Linked DNA regions of Mus musculus: all the other regions are linked to region 1. A link is a contact called in public Hi-C, HiChIP or PLAC-seq and promoter capture Hi-C data. All regions are on one chromosome and are shown on one strand. Each heading gives the region's core, a stretch centred on a gene start, on an enhancer-like site or on the middle of the called end of the contact. The rest is flanking DNA. Distances are from core to core; before and after follow the strand shown.

Region 1 (5,847 bases), core at 1,938-4,437:
TATCCATTCCTCTGTTGAAGGACATCTGGTTTCTTTTCAGCTTCTGGCTATCATAAATAAGGCTGCTATGAACATAGTGGAGCATGTATCTTTGTTATATCTTGGAGAATATTTTGCATATATGCCCAGGAGTGGTATAGCTGGGTCCTCAGGTAATACTGTGTCCAATTTTCTAAGGAACTGCCAGACTGATTTCCAGAGTGGTTGAACCAGATTGCAATCTCACCAACAATGGAGGAATGTTCCTCTTTCTCCACATTCTCGCCAGCATCTGCTGTCACCTGAGTTTTTGAACTTAGCCATTTTGACTGATGTGAGGCAGAATCTCAGGGTTGTTTTGATTTGCATTTCCCTGATGTTGAACATTTCTTTAGGTGTTTCTCAGCCATTCGATATTCCTCATTTGCGACAAATTCCTCTTCTAAGTACTCTAAATGAGTACAGTGTTTTCTTTAGTAGGCTACATCTTAAGCACTGAACCATCATTCCAACCCAATGGTTTATATTTATGTTTGTGATGGGTAAGTTTGCTTCTGAATATAAGTTAGTAAGAAACAAACCTATTTTAGAAGCTTGTTGAAACCAAGCTGATGCAAGGTTTTCTCCAGGCCTGAGGAGGAACTAAATCTAGGAACATGCTTGGCAGAGCAAGTAATGGTTTGGAACCAGGGTCTTGGGACCTCTTTCTTTAGGCCCTGATTGTGGATAAGGAAGATCCTTCCTTGTCTAAAACCATGAATATGCTTGGCAGAGCCAGTAATAACATGGAGACATGGTCTTAGAGGACCAGAGGTTTTCCTGAGAAATCAACTAACCCCACCCAGAAAAAAGGCGGTGGTTATCAGCCCCAAGGTCCTTGTGATTCACTTGAGATAGCCTGTCCCCTTTGTGCAATATTGTTTGTTAAGCTTCCTGCTGACTTCATCCTATTGTATGATAGCTTTCTGCTAAGTGTGTCCCATCTCCCTTAAAACCATATATAAGATACTGTACTTCTTAATAAGATTGACTGGTATAAGACATAGTTTGTGCAAGACCTCCTGACATCAGATTTCCTACCCTTTTAATCTTCTCATCCCCTAGTCCACTAGGCCTTGGGTCTCTGTCCCTGGAGTATGACCTTGTCCAGATTAGAAACCCATCACTCAAACTTGAAATGTGAAGCAAGTCAGCTTCCAGTGCTTAGCTTGTCAAATAAGAAAGGTTTCTTCCTCCAGAAGGCTGGCAATTCCACGGGGGAAACAGTTTCAATACATACCTCTAGAGACAATAATACATCACGGAATTGGAAGATTACAAATGAGTATTTTATACAACTTGCCATAGAAGTTGAAAGAAGTACTGTCTAATGATTCAACTACTATAGAAGGTAAATTAATGCCAGAATAAAATGCTAGGACTTTAGGAGGCAGATATAACTCAGAACGTAAAACAAGTGCTACCAATTCTGACAAGCTGAGTTCAGTCCTCAGGTCCCACATGGTAGAAGGAGAAAGCTGATGCCCATAAGTTGTACTCTGACCTCTAGCACATTCTGTGGCATACCCACACATAGAAATGCATGGACAGTAAAAATCAATGCAATTGGAAAAGAGTTATGACTTCATTCTCTAAACCTGCTTTGCTCAATGTTGTAGCTATTAATGATATGAGGCTATTGAAACTGAAAATAGGTAGTCCAGACTGAGAGGTGCTAATTTACATTATTCCATTTTATAATGAAACTATTCTGGATGTCAAATATAATATTTTCAAAGTCTCACATAGAGCTTGAATTTGGGGTTTGCTATATTTCTATTGAATGATGTTGTTCTAAAATGGAAATTAATGATTAGTGATCCATGTCAGAGCCATCTTGAGGAGTTTATTCAAATGTTAATTATTTGGATTATAAGACAAGCCATCTGTTTTTTTTTTCAATGAACTAAACACAACAACAGCAATAAGTTGTTTGTGAAGAAGTGAGTTTTACCAAATATATTTTCAGAAACAGAACCACCAGACTCAATGTTTCAAGTGTCTGAATACATACCCAAGCAAACCACCGATAAGACATCTTTGAAACAGAGAAAGTTAAAGAGAATGTATTTATTGGATGATATCAATTAAATATTGACAGCTTAGGTTGACCAAGGACACCTTGGAGATAAAGCAAAAAGTTCATCTCATTTAGTGCACAATGCTAGAATTCTTGGAGATGAGAATGAAAAGCATTTGTGAGTTCATATGAAAAAACATCAAACAAACTGGCTAAAGAAAATAAATTACACAATAACCTGATGGAATAGTATATCAAAACTTTTGTTCTCAAAATTGGACTTCTTGAACATATTTCTGTATACAGACAAGGGTCAAGAAGGATTATTTGAGGGCTAGGTAAGGTATATGGGGGCTTTCTTATAATATTGTACAGGGAGAGATTCACAATACTCACTATGCATTTTGGTAGGCTCACACACATAGTTTTCTAAGCCCAGGAATGAAGCTAGATCCTGCCACTGTATAATGGTCTTTGCTTTAAACATGACAAAATCTATCCATTGGAGAACCCAATCTGTGCTTTTATATTTAGATTTTAAAGTCAACTGTATCATTCTGCAGTTTTTCCTTACGTCATGCAATGCTCATTACAGTAAATAATTTATCCTATTAGAATATTTCCTACCTAATTTTATCTTTGGTGCTTCTTGAATTGATATTTGGAAGAAATAAGACAAAAGGGAAAGTACATCTAAGAAAGTAGCAACACCAAAACTACTTTGTATTGCCAAGGGAGATCATATTAAGGTCTCAAAACTAAGATGATTCTCATCTCCAGATACAATGGGGGGGGGGGGGGGAGAGAGAGAGAGAGAGAGAGAGAGAGAGAGAGAGAGAGAGACAGAACACAACAGCACAGTTCATTCTGTTAAGAACGCTGTTTCTACACCTGGATAATTATATACCCGGCCTTTGTCCTTGATTTGTTTCCTCATCTACAAAATAGTTCTAGCAACATCTTCCGCAGCTGTCTCACTGGGATGAAGCGAAAGCGACAAAGAGATAGAAAATGGGAAAGGATTTGCAGTTAAAAAATATTTTAAGTCAGTTGTTCAGGTTTAACGGAAATTATTAGGCATAATTTGTTAGCCATCCTCATCCTTATCACCAACTGCCCGTCCCCAGTATAAACAAATAGGACCGGAGTTGCTCAAGGTAAAGTAAGAGGAACCTAGGATGAAGGTGCACCTTAGGAGATGTAGAGGGATGCAACAATCGTGGTGTCGGGGCAAAGGAAGAATTAGAGCAAATTGAGGAAAGGCATTTCTCTGCGTACCTCTCACTGTTGACAAAACCTCAGAAATCCCGACGCGTTACCATAGCGGCCGCGTCTGGACTGGAGGCGGGGCCTTTCAGTAATGTGCACCAACAACTAGGGCGCGACTGGAAACGTACTCCCGCTGTACTCCAACTTCCGGCGGAAAAGAAAGTGGGTTCCGCTTTCCGTCCGGCTGCCGCAGCAAGTGGACTCCTGCTCCAAAGTGAAGCGCCATAAGTCTGACGCTGTGTGGAGCCAGGGGAAGGCATCAGCAGGGACAGCCTCGGTGGGGCGGACGCCTGCCTGTGGACGCCGCGTGTCCGCCAAGCTGCGGCTGCTTCAGGGTGAGTTGGTTTCTAAAGTCTGGAGGACTGTGGCATCCTGGAGTGCATAGCTTCGGGAGCAACGTCTTTATGGGCTGTGAGGATCTTTGCCCCAGCAAGAGGACTCCCCTTTCCCCGAGCCCGTGCGGTGCTGTCATTTTGTGCGTCTTTATTTTTACTCTAGAAGAAAGAAGCGAACCAGGGAAATTCAGGAACTATGTATGTCCTTAACATTTCTTTGGTATTCCATTCCTTTTATCTGTTCGTTTCATACATACTTATTAAGCTCCTGTGTGTTTAGTGAGCACCTGTATGCCAGTTTTGCCATTAGATAAGAAATACCTTTTTAAAATTTTAATTAGGTATTTTCTTCATTTACATTTCCAATGCTATCCCCAAAGTTCCCCATACCCCTCTCCCCCCCCACACACACTCTCCTACCCACCCACTCCCACTTCTTGGCTCTAGCGTTCCCCTGTACAAAGTTTGCAAGACCAATGGGCCCTCTCTTTCCACTGATGGCCGACTAGGCCATCTTCTGATACATATGCAGCTAGAGACAAGAGCTTCGGGGGGTACTGATTAGTTCATATTGTTGTTTCACCTATAGGGTTGCAGACCCCTTTAGCTCCTTGGGTACTTTCTCTAGCTCCTCCATTGGGGGCCCTGTGATCCATCCAATAGCTGACTGTGAGCATCCACTTCTGTGTGACAGCTATATCAGGGTCCTTTCAGCAAAGTCTTGCTAGTGTATGCAATGGTGTCAGCGCTTCTTAGAAGCCTATCCATCACCCAGGCTCATTATCAATTTCTTTTTATAACATTGTAAATTTATTTAGGTGATATGCATATTCCATGAAATATTTAATAGGTTTTCAGTATCTTTATATCCTTGTATCCTTGTACATGGCATTTATGGGACATTTAAAATGGAAATATAGACTTTCTTGGGCTTGCAATTTACTCAAGTAGTAAGGAATCTAGGAGGAATATTTCTTTATTCTGGTTGTAATGAATTGCTGTAACATTTCTGCTGCAGGTCATCAGAGAAGGCTCCCTTCTAGGTCAAAGGACGCTGATGGCTTTGGAGCAGACACTCAAAAAGGATTGGTACAGCATTCTGGGTGCAGACCCATCTGCAAATATGTCAGACCTAAAACAAAAATATCAGAAACTCATATTACTGGTAAGTCTTTTCAGATTTGAAATCATGGTGGGGAAAACAGTTTTTTTTGTTTTTCAGTGCGACCAGAAATTTAAGCTTCAAAACATTTCCATCAATAGGAATCTAGATATTTGTTTGTTCATTTGAACATTTTTGTAGTAGAGGAAAAGGATTTTGACTAGGTGTGGGATAGCATGGTAGTGACTGAGTTAGAATCCCCTGACTCTCTCACTCTCAGAACCTGGATTACTTTTCTCTATTCGTCTCAGATAATTTTGACTGAAATAATCCATGTTGGGTCTCTAAAACCGTTTTTACTTAATAAGTGTTGAAATCCACTGTCCACGACCATACTAGTGAGCACTTGAAATGTGTAATATTCTATGTGTAAAATTGTAGGCCGGGGCCTAGCAAACACATAAGTAGATGCTCACAGTCAGCTATTGGATAGAGCACAGGGCCCCCAATGGAGGAGCTAGAGAAAGTATCCAAGGAGCTAAAGAGATCTGCAACCCTGTAGGTGCAACAACATTATGAACTAACCAGTACCCCGGAGCTCTTGACTCTAGCTGCATATGTATCAAAAGATGGCCTAGTAGGCCATCACTGGAAAGAGAGGCCCATTAGACATGCAAACTTTATATGCCCCAGTACAGGGGAATGCCAGGGCCAAAAAATGGGAATGGGTAGGTAGGGAAGTGGGGGGGAGGGTATGGGGGACTTTTGGGATAGCATTCTAAATGTAATTGAGGAAAATACGTAATAATAAAAAATATTAAAAAAAAAAAGAAAAGTTGTAATGTGTTATATAGACTGTTCTCTGGATTTTGATAATTTGGTAAAACTAAGAACATAGAAATTAAAATTTTTTACACTGATTATATATTAGAATGATAATACTTTTTATGTTCTGGCTGATGAACAGAATGCATGTGCCTGTTTTACAGTAATATTAAAATTTTAAGTAATATATTTAGTCTTTGAGAGCTTCATACAATTTTGATCATCTCTATTTCCCTTATCCCGGATATAATTCCACCTCCCTTACCAACCCAAATTTG
Region 2 (5,847 bases), core at 1,960-4,459, 490 kb after region 1:
TGTCTAGCTGTAGCTCTGTATGCTTTTTATGAAAGTATCTTACTTTTCTATTGCCTTGGTAAGACTGCACAACAAAGGCAACTTATAGAAAAACCAATATATGTAAGGCTTACAGTTCCAGAAGGTTAGAGTGTATGACCATCTTGGCAAGGGACATGGCAGCAAGCCAGCAAGCATGGCACTGGAGCAGTACCTGCAAGCTCACACCCTGAGAAACAACCACAAGAAAAGCAGAGAGAGGAAAACACTAGAGATGGCACCAGTTCTTTGAAACCTCAAAGCCTGCTCTTAGAGACAAACTCCTCCAACAAAGGCCACACCTCCAATCCTTCCCAAACAGTTCTACCACTCGAGAACCAGATGCATGAGTGATCAAACCACTACCGAGGTTACAGACACAGGTTAAAACAGGAGTGAACTGATTGGAGCCCAATACTTAGGGTGGTGAAGGAAGGTCTGGAAGTAGAGGAGCTTCCGTGCTAAAGGCTACTCAGGTAAGGCTACTCAGGTGAGTCTACTCAGGTGAGTCTACTCAGGTGAGTCTACTCAAGCTACAGAGCCGATATTATCTTTAGTTGTTTTGCTGTTTACAGAAAAAGGAAGTGATGCTTCAAGAAGTCTCTCTGATGCTGCTCACCTTTGGGCATATAGCTTGAGACTTTGGCACAGACTTGAAGGTCATGTAAACTTTACATTTCAAAGGAAACCAGGGCTCTGGAATGTGGAGAAAAGAGCTCAAGTGACACTGTCAGCTAGTGGCAGAGCTGAGATTCACAATGCCTCCCTTTGCACCCCTCGTCTGTCTCTTAAGAACTGTGTTGTCCAATAGGGCAAAGTGTGAAGAGCTACTACTTGGTATTGTTCATGAATGACCTAGGAAAGAGTCCAGGGCCTTATCCAAACATTACTGAGAACTTCTACAAGTGTGTGCCCTCAGCATTTGGACCACTCTGAGATGCATGGGCACAGCATGGACTTGGTAGTACCTGCTCATTCTTCCAAGCCATGGCGTTCTTAGAGCACTATCCACCACAGGTGTCTTGATTCTCAGAATACAATGAGCGTCGTCGTGGCAAGCAGGAAAGTGGGGGTTGCATTTGCTGCAGCCTGAGGGAAGCTGGATCTATGATAGAGTGGTCACCAGACTGAAGCTGATTGGTCTGGGTAAAGCCCTGGATCTCAGTCTGGCCTCCTGATCCTACCACTCCACTGTGAGGAGCTAGTACACATAAATTGTAAGATGAGACAAGTCCTCCTCTCACCATCTTGCTTTTCATCATGGTGGTTTTCACAGAGACAGGAAACCAACCTAGGAAAGTTCCCTCATGGGTTTCCATTTGTGAGGTCTGGGGCAATCTTCCTGTCATGGAGAAATTCCAGAAGAAAAGCAAACTGTAGCTGCCTGGAGAGCCTAAGAAATATTTCAGTATGCTGTAAGAGCTTTCTGGTCCTCCCTGGGTCCATTCCTGATGTGTTGTGGGTTGAATTATCTAAGAAGGTTTGCTTTTGACCCCTGAGCTTTAGAGTGGCCTTGGGAGCCACTGGAGCACTCAGAGTGCCTGGAAGAAAACCAAGGCAGAGAAGATACTGAATCATCTAGAAACATTCTTTATTCTAAACTGGTTTTATTCCTGCCGTCTAGTCTGTAGAGGAGGGAGGGAGAGAGAGACAGACAGACAGAGAGAGAGACAGAGACAGAGAGAGAACAGAGAGAGAGAAGACAGAAGAGAAGAGAGAGGAGACTATTAGCAGAATCAAGAGGTAGGTAGGGCACTGAAGGACACTAAAGCCAACTAATCCCCATCTGGGTCCCTCATGTGCCCTGATTTCTGACATTGTCACTGTCCTAAGTGGTGGTTAATGTTATCACATCTCCCAAGAATCAATCATGTGCTCTACAGTGGCATGTATTCCCTCATTTAATCTCAGTCTTGCAGGTAGGCAATGCTATCAACCTTCATTCTATTGCAGGGGCACTGAGCACTGAGATGCTGATAAACTTCTCCAGCTATTTATAGTAAGAGACTGGCTTTAAACCAGGCAATGTGGCTCTGGAACCCGCCTTGCCACTCTCTGCATCAGTTGGCTTTTATAAAGTGACACCAGAGAGACCTGAACATTTCTCCCAGTGTAGACTTCCGTTCACCCTACATTCAGTAAGCTCTTAACTATGTTTAAAGCTGAAAGAAGGGACGGCTTCTCCCTTTTCACCATATAAAAGAATCTGGGCCATCAGTCACATGACATCGAAGTTGGATGGGCTGGACCCACAAAGCCACTGAGTTATTGGATTGCTTAGGCCACTTTGTTCTGTAGAATGACATCTTTCATATCTCCTGAGGAGTAACAGAGCTCCTGGGAGACTTACTTATTTTTATTTTTGGTTGATTTATTTCTTTAAGTCCATTAATCTGGGAACATTGATGGACTTTGGGATATTCAGTTTCTATTGCTCTGACCCCGGGACTCATCCATTCTTTCCAACTCCAAGCATGTGTCCTGTGAATCCAGGAGGTGCTGGTGGGATGTGGTTCTGTCTGTGAAAATGCTAAATTGATTGCATCCATCCAATCCATATCTGTGTGCAGTGGGATTTGAACCTAAGAGGGGCAAGTGAATTAACCCTGTGCCCTCTTGGCCTGTCAACCCTCTAGGCAAAGCAGGAACCAAATGGAATCTCGCTCCTGCTAAGGGACTGCAGAGCTGCCAATCAGAATGAGAGGTCTCTAGAGGGAACATAATGAGTCATGGCCCCAGGGCAGAGGAGCCACGGTCCTGAGTCCTCAGCGGCACACGGCCATGGAAGCAAGGCATGCACTGGCATGTTTCTGGGCTAATAACAAGATATTTGATTTGTTCCTATAATGAAGGATTATGTCTAAGCACACCACTGAGTAGACTGTCAACACCCAGGTGGCCACTTTCCTAAGAAGCTGAGTGAGAGCACAGAGGTGATTTTTTTTTCCAAGGGAAATGCCTGCTTTCCATCCCCATCCAGGCAGGAGATAATAATCGCAGAGTCGATGAGCAGGTAAGGAGAGTTTCCACAGAACCACGGCCCCTCCCACCTTTTTTGACTGTGAATCCACAGGAGAAGGAAGAAGAAAAGAGAGAGAGAGAGAAAAAAAGCACCCTCTTTCCATGGAGAGCTCTGGGCAGTGTCAGCCTCTGGGTTGCTCGGATGATCTGGGGGCAGGCGTGGTAATCCACCTCTTTCACGGTGTCAGCCTCTGAGCAGAAAGAAGAAACTAGACAAGGTGTGCTCTGCGGGTGCGTTGGGCCTCTACTTTTCTTCTCAACCCTTTCTGGTGACTTTATCCAGCAGACCTTATGAACGCGCTCAGAAATTGTGCGGCTGTAGACTGTGTGGAGGTGTGCTCCGTGGCCCTAGAAATAGGATTCGTTCTCCTTGTGAGCTACACACTTGTTGTTCAATAGGACAGGAGCTTGAGTGCAAGTCCCACCCACTCTCAGCCATTTCCTGTCCCACTGCCTGACCTCCATCCCTCCTTACTCAAGTTAGGAAGACACTTTCCTTTTTTTCTGAACTCTCCTATCAGAGGGCCACCCTGCAGCCAATAGCCCCAGTGTTACACTTGTTCTCATTGGCCAGCATCAGGCAGCACCACAACTTCCCCCAGAGCTCCAGACCTATCACAGACCTCCGCTCCTGGGGCAGGCTGGTCATTCCTGAATTGAATGTCACACGCTCTCCTTCCTCTTGGCCATGATACTAGAAGGGAGTTGGGAGGTGCAGGGTGGGAGGAGCATGGGTATTGTCAGAGTTTCTCAGAGCTCTCTGCTAAGCTTGCTCTCCTTGGCCAGCCGACACTCAGAATCTCATGTGCCTGGGAGATACTGAAATGGACCCCAGCCATTTTTACAACCTGTGATAGTTTGAAGTCTTTGCCACAGTATCTGCTGTGGCTTCTGTTTAGTGGTCTAACTCCAGAGCCTACATACATTGTTTCTGCCCTTACCTCCTGACCCTCCTCTCACCACACAGACCGAAACCTCAGTGCCTTTATCTTCATGTCCTATAAGTCCAGAGTAGCTTCAGCATTGAGGAGGGAGACACGAGGTGGATTCTGGGGGCTTTCTCTCGTTCTTCGGTCTGTTTGTTCTTTCCTTCCTGCCCTTTCCCTTTTCTTAGATTTACCTGAGAGGAGGCATCTAAATCTCTTTACTTAAGACCAGCAGTTCTCAACATGTGAATCATGACCACAAAAGGGTTTGTGCATCAGATATCTTGTGTATTAAACATTTACAACCCTTAACAGTAGCAAAATTACAGTTATGCAAAATTATGGTTAGGAAAGCTTTGTTCTCCTCTGAAGCTTTGAGTTTGGCCACCATACTCTCTTGGGGTCTTATCCAAGCCCACCTAGACTAAGCATTCTCTCTCTCTCTCTCTCTCTCTCTCTCTCTCTCTCTCTCTCTCTCTCTGACAGATTTACTTATTAATATACATTAGTACACTGTAGCTGTCTTCTACACATCAGAAGAGGGCATCCAATCTCATTACACATGGTTGTGAGCCACCATGTGGTTGCTGGGATTTGAACTCAGGACCTTTGGAAGAAGAGTCAGTGCTCTTACCTGCTGAGCCATCTCACCAACCCCAGCAACCTGTCTTTCTAACACCTTTAGGATATCTGAGGTCGTTGCTCTCATTTCTGATCTCTCCCACATTATTATTGTATCCTTGAAGCTACTACACTCCCAACATGCTCCCCAGTCAGACAAAGGCTGCAGGTCTGGTGCCAAGGGGCCAAGTGGACAGTCTTGCAGGGAGTCACTCTGTAGCTATGTCCTAAGGCTAAGTTGTGAACAGCCCTCCCCACCCCACTATCCCTGCAATCCTGCAGGCTTTCACAGGCAGCTCTGTCTGACATTGGAGGGCAGAATATAGGTTTCAACCCTCCATAAACTGAGGAGTTGTTTCCTGGTTAGTTTGTGAGCCTGGGCTCTTCCTTCCTTATAGCGGGGACTCCTTCTCTGGAACCTCCTGAGTATCTCTGTGGGTCACGCTGATGTAAGCCTCATCCACGCTGAATTCCCATTCTGCGGCATCAAAAAGGTGTTTCTGAGAAACTTGCCTGGAAAATGGGTACATTGTTCTCTCCTCAGTTTCCCAGAACATGATTGAAACAAGTTAAGGAAGTTTTACAAGATCTCTCCCTTCCTCCCTCTCCTCTTTCTTTCGGACTTGGAGTGGAAAGTAGGGCTTCATACATGTTAGCCAAGAACTCTACATCTCTGTAAGACGTTGTTACGTCATGATTGTTAATTCACGTGCAACAAAATCCACAGTGTTATTTTAAGCTTTATTTTCACTTTAGAGGGCAGGAATCGTGTATATACTATGGTATGCTACGAGGTCCAAGGACTCAGTTCTCCCCTTCCACCCTGTGGAGCCTGGGGATCAGGCTCAGGTAGGTCATCAGGCTTGGCAGCAGGTGCCTTTACCAGCTGAGCCCTCCCCTCAGCCTGAACATGCACACCTTCTAAGGATGGGATTTGAAAAGTTTTGACAGATATGTATGTAGCTCCAGAACTACAGGATACATATGACTTTTCTTCCATCACCTCCAAAAGCCAGCTTGCGTCTTTTTGGAATATATATCCTACCCGTCCTCAGCTTTGGGCATCTTCTGACCAATGGTTTGTCCTTAATGTATTGTCTTTCTAGAATGTCATCCAAATGTAATGCCATTTCATTATTGCGTTGCAAGAGTTCTTTATATATTCTATATTTAAGCCCTTGTATCTTATGTGTTACTTTTTATTCTTTAAAATGGACTTCTTTCTTCATAATACCAAAATATATCAAGGACTCACAAGTGA
Region 3 (5,847 bases), core at 1,424-3,923, 310 kb before region 1:
CCTCACATATGTAAGGAACTTATATTATATACATGCTTGGATCTAACAACAACAAAATCCACTTCCTAGCCAATTTCTCAAATTTTTTCAAGAAAGAATCAGATTTATCGTTCTGGTTATAGTGCCTCTGTGACTTCAACTCATTAGGATGTCTTTAAAATGAGCTGGTCAAGTTCAGCATACACTGTTCAACATTCACACAGAGCAGACACCATTAGACTGCAGAGTTCTAGCGCAGCATGAGCTTTTATGTAAAAGCAATAGACCTCTTAATATGCTGCATTATAAATGAAGCGCTGACAGACCCTTAGCTGTAATGGCACTAGCAAGCCCAGCTATAATGACAGTACATGTGCATAACATAAATTAGAACATAGCATTAGAAAGTTCTCAGATCCTTATTCTCAACAGCTAGCACTAGGTGGAGACAGTGTCTTGTACAAAACTCACAACAGGCTTTTCCTTGCCTGGAAAGCTCCTATTTAACAGCTTCCATTCTTTTTCTTCAGTGTAAAGCAGGGTACTGCATTTCTAATAAAAGCATTATTTAAAACAAATATCTGAGATGTAGAAGAACCAAGCTGAAAATATACAGTAAGGCATAAACTCCACATGGCAACTCATTCTATGAGGACTATTTAACTATTTTTGACAAAATTCTACTTAAAATGCTTTGATGATTGTCTTCTCCATCCATAAAAACATGGCTGAAGTTATAATATTCTTCCTGTTTTGTCTGAACCAAAAGCAACAGAAAATAAGGTTAGTCCTTAATATTTTTGGTTGAATGGTATCTTCTTTTAGAAATACAGTTCAATATTGACTCTGTTAATTCTAATCTGATCATTTTAGGCATAACACCAACATAATGCCCTATTGAATGCATCTGATGAAGACACAGAAAGTGGTAACACTTTACATGGTGTTTTCAGAGTCTTTGGTAAAGCTATGATATTGTGGCCAACTCTAGATATATGTGTGAGACTGTATGCATCAAGATAGGAAGGTATTATTTGACACTCTTGGGATTTAGTTACAAACTAAAACAGACCAGAATGTACCCTAGTTGAAAGAATTTTCTCTTGAAACTCTCTTGGGATACAATAACATTTCTCAAGCAGTGTAATGAACATAGTAATAAAATGATGCAATATATAATTTGAGTCTGATTTAGAAAAATAATAGATATTCAAACTCCAACCCAAATCAGCGGCAGCTTACAAACGTGCATGTCAAATGTGAATTCAAGTGCCGTGACTCTTAAGGGAATCAGTTAACTTTTTGCTTGATACAAAGACCTATTTCTTTACTTAACTGATTGCTTTCCCATTTTTAAGATTGTTTAAGCCGCTAGATTAGACCACATAGATTTGTCTATAATTAAGGCTGAGGTACACAATTCCTCGAAAACAGTGAACAGTATGATTCTAGACAATGCAATAATACATTTCATGCACTGACTTGGATAAAATTCATTTTATAAGACCAACATTAAGTGCCCAAACTCTGAAGAAAAAAATAAACATACAAATTGTAGAAGCAATAGTAACAATGTCCTACTTTGATGAGATTTGATAATAGCCCCCAAAATCTCATTAATTTGAATGGTAAGAAGAATTGTAAGGTTCAAGTTGTGTACATAAGAAAGAAATAATTCAGAAAAACAACAGAATACACACAAGCTGACCTTGAACCCCACCCAAGATTTAGAAGATTAGATGCACAGCTGAAAACTTGAAGATTACTCTTCAGTCTTTTACCAGAACAATGTAGGAAGTGTTTTAAGTATTTACCTTACAATGTATTGACTATTAAATATAAAAAAGTAATTTATGTTAATAAATCAGAAACAGGATCCTGAAGAATGAAGCATTTATTGTTCTGTGATTCTAAAGCTTAGAGATTAAGTAACTTTTACATATTAAACATTGTTCTATTTTATTTTGGAGTTTTTGGATAAAATAACAAATATAAGTTTTGATCTATGTTATTTCATACCCACCTTAGCTTTGTCTTTGACATTACTTTGACAACTAGATTAAGCAGAAGCTGCATTTTAGTAGCAATTAAGAGGCAAGAATAATAGGCCTATAGTCATAATCAACCTCAAGGCATTGGGAATTTGTAGGAATGAGAGATTGTTTCAATTATGATGCTGAAAATGATACTTATTTCAACAATTTATCTGTCTTTATATTATATTTAATTAAAGATCATTGAGGTGATTTTTAAAAGGTTATGTCATATAGTGGGAGCTCAGGTGGGCTTATTATGAGCTTATGTGGCTCATGGTATGAGCATCATGCATGTATCTAGGAAAAACAAATAGATACCAAGCCAGTCGTAACATCTCTTGGAAGTTTGTTTTGTGAAAATGTCTTTTACCTGCTCTATGTTGCTTTTCTAGTTGGGTGAGTTTTCTGGCTATTTAGATTCTGGATCCATAGGAGTAATCTATATTCCGCTCTAAAACCCTATCATTATCTCCTGGACTCAGGGGTTTCATACTTGGTGTAAAAGCAAGTTCTCTTTGCAGCTATGGAAAGCCTCTACCAAGTGCAAGCTTTGTAAGAAAAATAAAATAAAATATAAAATAAGACCTCTTTTACTGAGTGCTTGTTTAGGCTGGAACTCCCAGGAGACTCTAGGTTGCAGCATCTGCTTCCCAAAGGATAGCTTTGGTATGTCATGTATTTAGCAGATAAACTCTCTGAAGTTTCCATATTTATTTTCTGCAAGTAAGGGAGATGATAATGTCTATTGATCCATATGTCTCTTTGTGTGCCTAGGCTAGACATCACAGGAAATGTAAAGAATTTTGATGTGGTCCAACCCTCAGGAAAGTTAGAGTTACTTATTTTTATGATTTTCTTTATTTTGCATGTGCATTAATGGAATGTGGTGAATTGTGTGGCATGCGTGTTTATGTGTATACAGGGAGCATGCATCTGTACACATCCACTGAGGCAAAAGGAGGACATTGACTGGCCTGTCCCTTCACTCTTTTATTCTTTTGAGACAGGGTCTCCAACCAGACCTAGAGCTAGGCTCTTGGCCAGCAAGCCCTAGAAGTCCTCTTGTCTCCCTGTCCCCACCATTCTCAGGTTATAGGTGTGTGACCACACCCATCTTTTATGTAGGTGCTAGAATCTGAACTCAAGACTTCAGGCTCCTGCTGCAAGTCTGCTACCCACTGAAACATTTTTATAGCCTAAACTTACAGCACTTCAAAAGGATGCTAAGAGTTTGTACATGGAAAGATTTTGTTTAAAAACAAAAACTAGCACAATGTAAGATAAAATATAGGAAAAAATGACATCCAACAAGTCATTATAGCAGATGCCTTGAAGGAAACTAGAAATATGCTCCTTACAAGCAAAGAAGCTGGAGGAAGTTAAAAGTAGTTTCCTGAGGTCTGAAGTCTGGGGTTGGAGATTATTCCAAGATGTTTCTATTTGCATACCCAGTGAATTATGGAGTGGATATTTCCTTCCTTCCTTCCTTCCTTCCTTCCTTCCTTCCTTCCTTTCTTTCTTTCTTTCTTTCTTTCTTTCTTTCTTTCTTTCTTTCTTTCTTTCTTTCATTAGATATTTTCTTTATATACATTTCAAATGCTATCCCAAAAGTTCTCCATCCCCTCCCCCTGCCCTGCTCCCCTACCCACCTACCTACTCCCACTTCTTGGTTTCTTGGTCCTGGCATTCCCCTTATAAAGTTTGCAATACCAAGGGGCCTCTCTTCCCAGTGATGGCCAACTAGGCCATTTTCTGCTACATATGCAGCTAGAGACACAGCTCTGGGGATACTGGTTAGTTCATATTGTTGTTCTACCTATAGGGTTGCAGACCCCTTAAGCTCCTTGGGTGCTTTCTCTAGCTTCTCCATTGGGGGCCCTGTGTTCCAACTTATAGATGACTGTGAGCATCCACTTCTGTATTTGCCAGGCACTGGCATAGCATCATACAAGACAGCTATACCAGGGTCCCTTCAGCAAAATCTTGCTGGCATATGCAATAGTGTCTGGGTTTCATGGATGGAGTGGATTTTAACCATCACTGCTCAGGATATGTCTAAAGAGCTTGGTGGGCATGAAAAAGAGAGTAGTGTTTTTTTTTTAAGTACCTTGTATTGAGACGTATTTCTCTAGATATCTTTGAAAGTCTGTAGATATCATGTTGTCTTTTGGGTTCTCTGTCAGCCAAGGATCCCAGAAAATAGATGGAAAAAATAAATAAGGAGAAATCAAGAAAGAAAGAAGGCCACAGTAGTGGTCCCATGTCAATCAAAAACTTTCTAAGGAGGAGAAAAGATGGAGTCACAAAGCTCTGAGGGGACAAGGAAGAATAAATATTAATAGGAAATCTTCATACATAATGAAGCAACAAGGATCCTTTGTCTAAAGTTGGTTCTAGCAATCATCATCCAACACGTGTTTAGCATCTGGATTAATAATGCAAAGGCTCAGGGAACTAGGCAGTTCCTAGTCTTGAGTAGCCCCAATTTGCCAAAGGGAATGGACCAATGGAAGAAGTCCCAGGGACAGGGGAGCAGTAAGTGCATGCACCATGGTCACACAGTTCTGCAGCGACCTAACCAATGGCTTACCGCTTCCCTCCAGGGAGTTGAAAGGTTAATGAAAAGATAATGGGAAGTTAGTCCTCAGGTGTCAGAAGGGAGAATTGCTAAACTTCTTACATATGCATTGAATATGTATTGAATAAATAAATTACTAAGAAACTATGTTTAAAACCCAGCCCGAGAGGAATGGAAGAATGGCTCAGACAGTAAAGCATTTGTCTTTTAAGCATAAAGATCAGAGTTTGACTCCCCAAACTTATTAAAACAGCCCAATTTATGACACTGCTTATAATTCAGTGCCAGGGAAGCATACAGGAAGATCTTAGGTTCTAGCCTAATTTTTGAGCTCCACACCAGTGAGATTCTGTCTTATAAGAGGTGACAGCACTTGAGAGAGGATGAAGGTTATTTTCTGTCGTACATATATGTACTGAGTATACACAAACACACAACACAAGTGTAAGTGATAAACAAGGGGCTACCTGGTGGGGTGGCTCAGTGGATAAAGCATTTGCTCTGAAAATGTGGATCAAGGTTCAGATTCTCAGAACTCATAGAAACTGGAAAGGTTTGGACATCACTTGTAACACTGGGACTCACGAAGCTGAGATGGGGAATACCCAGGGCAACATGGTTAGCCAAGGCTAGCTGAGTCAGTGAGTGTGCCAAGTTTGGTGAGAGATGTTGCTTCCAAAAAACAAAAATGTAGAGTGATCCAAAGAAGCCCAGGTGCAACTCTGGACTTCTACACATGTGCCACCCACATCCATCCACACCAATGTTCCTATATAGACTGGAACACATATACAGGTGTGCATCCTACGTGTGCGAGTGCGCATGCGCGCGCGCACACACACACACACACACACATACACACACACTGCATAGATAAATTTGGCTGAGAATTGTGAGTTCTCATGCAGTATATATATATATACACATATGTATGTATATATATGTGTGTGTGTGTGTGTGTGTATGTGTACACACACATATATATATATGTATGTATGTATATCTGTCCTTGAGATTCCTGAATTCTTAAATCTAAGGTGAGAGAATGCAAGAATCATACATTTCCTAAGTATAGCAAAGAATCGTCTTGTGTGGTAAGGATTACAAGGCCTACTGCTCAAGATTTTTCTTAACATGAGTCTAAAATTTCATCATTACCAATCAGTTTAAAGTTATTCTCCAATAAAGATGTATTTGTTTTGCCAAGGCCATTCCAGGATGTCATAGGCAGTGTCTCCTGTGACAGATGCAATA
Region 4 (5,847 bases), core at 1,789-4,288, 310 kb after region 1:
TTAATACAAACCCACTAACGTAAACCTAAACTTTTTACATGCCAACATCTTTAGTACCTTTCATTATGCCCGAATTATTTCTACTTTGATACAAACATCCCTGGTAGCCGAAAGCGACCTCACTCCCGCCCGCCCGGCCTTCTCCAGCTAACATAATGATGAAAGGCACATTAACTTGACTGAACAGATAGAGTGTTTGTTTTCCAAGGGCATGAATCAATCAATCAGTCAATCAATCAGCTAAAAGAGGTTGGATTGACTGTCTCAGAGTTGACTGGTCAAGCTAATCACTGTCACAAGAAGGACTCCCAAGGGAGTAAATGCAATGAATGGGGTCTGCAAGCCTGAACCCATCCCTTGCCCTGTGCAGCAGGTGACCGTCCTCTCTTACTTGCATAGGCAGGTTGTTTGCCATGGTGAAGCTGGGCATGGGTGGCAAAGCACTGTACGTGTTGGTGAGGGCGGTGTCTGTTCGGCCCAACATGGAACCTGATGTGAAGGAGGAGACTGCAGAGGAAGAGAAAAGAGACAGAGAGAGGGCAAGGTCATTCATTACAAGGCAAGAGAAAGTCAAGGGCAGGCAAGGTTAAGAACCGTTCTTGGCAGGTGGGATTTCAAGTTACCAGGTGTGGTGGGCTGTGGGATTGGCTGGTAGACACTGGTACTGAAGCTGCTGCTGATAGGAATGTGACTAGGAGTGTTGCTGGCCTGTCTTCTCTGGTTCCTCAGTTTCTCTTCTCTTCTCCATTTGGCCCTTCGATTAGAAAACCATACCTGGAAATGCACAGAACAGGTTAGCCCTATGCTTGCTACCACTCGGCCACAAACAAAAAGCCCTCCATCCCCACCCTTACCCTAGAACAAGGGAGTCTTTGCAAACCTGACCATGATTATATCAGTGACTGGTATACAGCCAAGGCAAAATATAAGCATCCCAGTGCATAAAAACCACATGGTCCCTAGGTACCTGTATTCTTGCTTCAGGTAGATCTATTTTGGCTGCTAGTCTTTCCCGGGCAAACACATCTGGATAATGGGTCCTCTCAAACTCTGAAAGAGTAAGTTGATTTTATATATTATACCAGAACACAAGATAGTTCAGACACTGGATCAACCTAGCTTTTAACACCCAACTCCCATCTCATCCAGCCAATCAGACAGCTTGACAGTGTGCTGACTGTACTAGCAAGAACTTTCCCACCAGGAGCAAGTTTTCTTTGGAATGACATTTAGTGTTTGTCCTTATCTGTGGCCTAAGACAGTCAGATAGGTCATCATTTCCTTTGTCTGTCAGAATTGTAATATTTCAGTTTGCTGGTGTGTGAAAAGAAGAGAGAAAATGCATATGCGCGCACACACACACACACAAAAAAAAAAAAAACACACACACACTGAAAAGTGGGGGGGGGGGGCTTTTCATCCTTTATGCAAAGAGCCCTAGCTAAATTTAGCCCTTTGTGCTTTTGCTGTGGCATTTCCTTTGATTTAAGGTTTCTCTGCTTTGGAAATTTCCCAGTCACCTTTCTCCAGAGCCTCAATCTGCTCTTGGGTAAAAGATGTTCTATTTCTTTGCAGCTTCCGCTTCAGCTGAAGTCGCATCTGAGCTTCATCCGAGTCTTCTCCGTTAGAACTGATGGAGTTGGTGTTCTCTCCCCCTCCTTCCTGTTGCTGGCAGCCATCTGCAACAAAAAGAATAGGACAATAAGAGAAATCGGAACGGCATGGGGGGGCTCCTAATGGGACTCGGCACAGTTAGAAACTCCGAGGACTGGGTAATCTGCGCCTCCACAAAGCCTTCCTAAGTTAGTCAGATGGTAGCCTTCTTTGAATGACACCAGTTACCTGAGTCACATTCCTTGGTTTTCATTTAGATGAGACCTGACAGTGCTCTCGCAAGGTCTCTTTGAATGACAAAGCAAGCCAAAAAGTTTCCAGGCAAAATGATCTTTCCCTGCCGACTCTGACTCCACATCCAGTTCCCTTGCCCTACAGAAAGTATTTACCTATGGCTGTGTTGGGAAAATAGAGTGATGTGCACGATTTCAGCTGATCTATAATCAGTAATTCCTATCTAATCAATTAGATGTTGATAGGTTTGTAGAAAATGCTATTAAGAAACCAAACCAAGCTTGTAATCTTTTTAAAAAAATATTTATCTAGTTTTTATTTGAATTCTGCACAGTCAATTTCATTTTAAAGGTTGTGAATTTAGAAGTGCTTGCATTGTTCTGCAGTTTTATTCAACCATTGTGTGAGTGTGTTTCGCCTTGACACCTATTACGAGCACAGCTGTAATTATATCATCACCAAGAACAGGCTATAATTGCTGAAAATGGAATTTTATATTTAGATAAAAGGACTGTCCATTCTTTGTAATGTGTTGCACCAGAGAAAAGTAAGATTTCTTTTAAATTTTTAACGTGTAATTTTAAAAGAGAGACGGCGGAGAGTTCACTAACTAGCTAAATATGCTAAGCTGCAGCTGAGTCCTTGGCATATCATTTAAGTGGTACATTTTTAATTAGGGCATTTCCACCACTTTTAATGTAATTTCTATCATTAAACAGGGAAAGTTTCATTGTTTTCCTTTGCGCTTGGTGAAGAGCTGTGCACTTGGGCTAACCGGCTCTGCTGTGCACCTTTCGGGCAAGGCGGCAGCCTGTGGGAAGGAAAGGACTCAGGCCTTGGCTGGGCTTCCCAGGGCACTGCAGGCTGTCTTGGGTCCTGAGGCCTGTGGCCCCCACGGGATACCAACAAGAACTGTTCTCTCCGGATCCTAGAAACTTGGCTAGTTTGGGGGGAGGGGGCGCCAGGCCTCTGTGGGAATCGACTTGGCCAGGAATATCATTTATAACCAGGAGACAATAGGCCGCGCCTTCAAAGCGTTCAGGGAATTGTGACAGGATCTAGTGGGATCTTTTCAGGAACTTTGAAATGTTTTAAAACCCCAACTTTCTCCCCCATTTAAACAGGCGGATTCATCGGCACTGGCCACCATATGGGCCCTTGGAGATCTATTGAGATGACCACCAACACTTGAATAGCGAGGGGCTGCTTTTCAGCACCACACAATGCCCCGCGAGTAAGGGAAACTATTAAACTCCTGGGGCAGGAGCGTTGGCAAACTTTCGTGGGCAGAATTTTGAGGCCACAATAAGCACGGACAACAAAAGGATTCTCTCGAGGCGTGCAGCGGGCCACATTGTGTTACAAGAAGCTCAGTCAACAGACTTTTCAGCGAAGTGTGTTAACCCCTCTGCACTGCTATCATTAATCACTGTCCGGAGAGCGGGCGCCGCGGTGCTATTTAGGGCGCTTGGCTGGGGGGTGTGGGGGGGGTGGATGGGGGGCCAGGGTAGGGGGTGGAGGGAAGTGGGGAGGGTGGATGGGGACCAGAGCTGGGGCTGAGGGGAGGCTAAAGGAGAGAAGCTAAAGAGGAAGGATGGTGTGGGGGAGGGGCAGAGAAAGATGGAGGGCTCCAAAGAGATGGTGGTCAAAAAGGATAAGAAGGGACAGAGGGGAAATGTTGAGGAAAAAGAGACTGGAGAGTCGACGGAGAAGGGAGAAAACCACGAAAAGGAAAAGGAGGAGGGAGCGTGTATTGGTAAACAAGCCGCAGGCATCTTGCCCTACTTCAGATGAATGGGGGAGGGGAGGGTCGCCTGCCGAAGGAGACGCGCCGAACTCACGTGTAGGGGCACAAGTGGCTGTACTAATTTGCTGCCCCAGGTCTCTTGAGGACTCTTCAAAGTGGTCCCCCCACCCAGGGGGGAAAATGATGAGAGCCTGTTCCTTTTCCCTTTTATTGTCGGATTCGGTGAAGGAGGATACATTTTTGTCCCCCACCCCACCCCACCCCGTTGGAACTACTAAAAAAGTCCATCGGTTACTGCTTTTGGAAAACACAATCCTGCCTGGTCACTTATGCCTCCACCCAAAAGAAAAGCCCTGTCCCTTCTCTAGCACGTTAGATCTTGTCAATTAAACAAAGCTGGGGGTCTCCCTCTGAAGACGCCAGCACATAGCGTTTCTCTATTCTCATCTGCTTCTTGGACATCCTCTTCATTTTAAAGCATGGGGGTTATATTGACAGTCCTCCACGCTCAGGCACTACTTATAGATTAGCATGTGCTGGTTACATAAACCTAGGATTTGCGCTACCTTGAAAAATGATATTTAGGGACAAAAAAAAAAAAGTCTAGAGGAGCAGGAAAATGGCATTTAAACCCCGTTTTGCTGCTTCTTTTTAAAAGTGGAGTTAGAGAACGCTACGGGATTCACCGCCGCCTGCCCGCCCGCTGCCGCCGCCTCTTAACCAGCCCAGAAAGCAACCCTGAAAATGTGTTCACTACTTTAAAAGTAGCAAGTGTTTGCAGCCAGGTGACTGAGTGCTCACTTAGATAGAGCTGGAGGGTTTTTTGCTCCCTCCCCCCAACCCCACCCCCGCCTTTGGTGGCTTTACCTTCCACCCTTAAATCTTTTAAGAAACTAAAAATAGAAGTTAGAGCTTTCTAATTCCCCCACACGATAAACTTAAGTGGCAGACAATTAAGATATCTCCTTTAAAAGGCGTCCCCTCCTAGCGGCGCAAAGAAGGGACCTTCAATGGGCGCCGTGCACCTCCCAGGCTAATCCCAGAGAAGAGTGAAAGCGCCTCCCATTATCCCAGCCCCAGGACCATCTGACGCAGGGGATAGGATTTGTTTCCTGGAAGAAGAAGAGGAGAGAGAGAAAGAGAGAGGGAGAGGCGGGGAAACAGAAAAGAAAAAAGAAAAAAAAAAAGACGCTGGGAAATAAAATCATTCCTTAGTTTCTTAGTGTCTTAATCAGTGAGGCGGAAAACAAGCAAGAAAAGATAGCAACGCGGTTGCGGAACCTTTTCAGCTCCGGAGCGCAGATCAAAACATTGAAGCATCTGTTGAAAGGAGGCTGACTAAATCCTATAGAGGGCCTGGGTATTATGGGGGTTGGGGCGAGGGAAGGAGATGAGAAAAAGTGTCTTCGTGATCCCTAAAACCACCAAATCGCTGGAGAATTGGGGCTGGAATAGAGTCGTCTCGTTATTGTCAGCCCACGTCGTCAGGATTTTATTCACCGCCGCGTGGCGTAGATCAGATGGAAACCATATTTGTCTCCCTCAGAGACCTAACCTCTCCTTATGCTTCTGGAAATGGACTCTTTACAACCCCAGATCAGCCTCTTGGGCTGGAAAGGAGGCCAGGGAGGGAGGGAGACCCTCTTAGCACCAAAGGGCCAGAGAGATCCCCAGGAATTTAAGCCTGGATAGCTGACACCACAGACCGAAGTCCCCACGCCCAAGATTCTCCTTTCCAGCCACTCTTCCTCCCCACACTGGAGGCGGAGCAGAGAGCCTGGGGGAAAATGCACTTAGGTGGGGGTAAATAAGGTGGGTGGGTGGGACATTCAAGAAGTGTATGACCCAGCACACTCTAGTATCTAGCTGCCTTGAGTTAAAAGTCCCTGAACTAGCGCCACCTCTCGCCCTCAGCGGTCACCACCAGGCCTTTCCCTTTTAGTCTCTAGTTGTCCAGCTCTCCAGGAGGAAAACGTGCCCTAAGCAGGCAACACTTCCTCTAGCGGAAGTTATTGCCCTGGACTTTAGTCTTGGCACCCAGAGACAGGAAGAGGGTGTTCATTCCCTGGTCTCCATGCAAACCTGAGCCCCAAACGCCAGGGAGCACAGGAGTGGAGGGCTTCTGAACTCAGCCCTCCTAGATCTGAGCTTCTGGGCCTATTGCCCACGACCGAGACACCTTCGATCAAGTGGGCGGGGAAGGGCTTAGCAGAACTTTAGAGTGCTGGGGGTGGAGAGTGGATGGTCACCAG

What was found. Promoter capture Hi-C pulls out the DNA fragments that hold promoters and counts their contacts. A called contact is a pair of places that touch in the nucleus more often than the background predicts. HiChIP or PLAC-seq counts read pairs in DNA pulled down with a chosen protein or histone mark.
Region 2: a promoter capture Hi-C map of embryonic stem cells shows a contact between it and region 1, with 4 times the contacts expected there. The contact joins the enhancer-like site here to the promoter of Dnajc24 in region 1. A contact is called at or near these places in 10 of 39 promoter capture datasets (embryonic stem cells, epiblast stem cells, hippocampal neurons and 3 more), 2 of 484 Hi-C or Micro-C datasets (embryonic stem cells and myocytes), 3 of 115 datasets of contacts at active chromatin or transcription factors (astrocytes, embryonic stem cells and neural tube) and 3 of 9 other capture datasets (adipose tissue, liver and pancreatic islet).
Region 3: a Hi-C map of olfactory sensory neurons shows a contact between it and region 1, with 2.2 times the contacts expected there. The contact joins the enhancer-like site here to the promoter of Dnajc24 in region 1. A contact is called at or near these places in 1 of 39 promoter capture datasets (hippocampal neurons) and 4 of 484 Hi-C or Micro-C datasets (cerebellar granule neurons, cerebellum, cortical neurons and 1 more).
Region 4: a contact with region 1 is called in an H3K4me3 HiChIP or PLAC-seq map of embryonic forebrain, with 4 times the contacts expected there. The contact joins the enhancer-like site here to the promoter of Dnajc24 in region 1. A contact is called at or near these places in 11 of 39 promoter capture datasets (3T3-L1-derived adipocytes, the C10 cell line, the HPC-7 cell line and 6 more), 1 of 15 datasets of contacts at CTCF or cohesin (the NIH/3T3 cell line), 15 of 484 Hi-C or Micro-C datasets (B cells, LSK cells, Sertoli cells and 10 more), 8 of 115 datasets of contacts at active chromatin or transcription factors (bone marrow-derived macrophages, embryonic forebrain, embryonic hindbrain and 5 more) and 5 of 9 other capture datasets (adipose tissue, embryonic tail, embryonic trunk and 2 more).

What each region holds. Positions count from the first base shown.
Region 1 is chr2:106,000,889-106,006,735 of GRCm38.p6, reverse strand. Dnajc24 (DnaJ heat shock protein family (Hsp40) member C24) reads left to right here and starts at 3,187. Exons shown (of 5, transcript NM_026992.3): 1 at 3,187-3,642; 2 at 4,661-4,807. The coding sequence starts at 4,700.
Region 2 is chr2:105,508,748-105,514,594 of GRCm38.p6, reverse strand. All of the region lies in intron 1 of 4930527A07Rik (RIKEN cDNA 4930527A07 gene), which reads right to left. Among named protein-coding and RNA genes, the nearest start is that of 4930527A07Rik, 35 kb to the right of the region's middle. Within about 2 kb of position 3,209, at least 10 of the 459 cell types and tissues checked have an H3K27ac peak or open chromatin away from gene starts, as enhancers often do. A contact at or near this core is called in embryonic stem cells, where this site is marked.
Region 3 is chr2:106,313,452-106,319,298 of GRCm38.p6, reverse strand. The region is part of intron 6 of Dcdc5 (doublecortin domain containing 5); the gene reads right to left. Among named protein-coding and RNA genes, the nearest start is that of Gm36036, 94 kb to the left of the region's middle. Within about 2 kb of position 2,673, at least 1 of the 459 cell types and tissues checked has an H3K27ac peak or open chromatin away from gene starts, as enhancers often do. A contact at or near this core is called in olfactory sensory neurons, where this site is marked.
Region 4 is chr2:105,687,397-105,693,243 of GRCm38.p6, reverse strand. Pax6 (paired box 6) reads right to left here. Exons shown (of 12, transcript NM_001310144.1): 7 at 1,521-1,679; 8 at 968-1,050; 9 at 624-774; 10 at 392-507. Among named protein-coding and RNA genes, the nearest start is that of Pax6, 15 kb to the right of the region's middle. RefSeq lists enhancers at 2,817-3,317, 4,460-5,198. Within about 2 kb of position 3,038, at least 21 of the 459 cell types and tissues checked have an H3K27ac peak or open chromatin away from gene starts, as enhancers often do. A contact at or near this core is called in cerebellum, embryonic forebrain and embryonic stem cells, where this site is marked.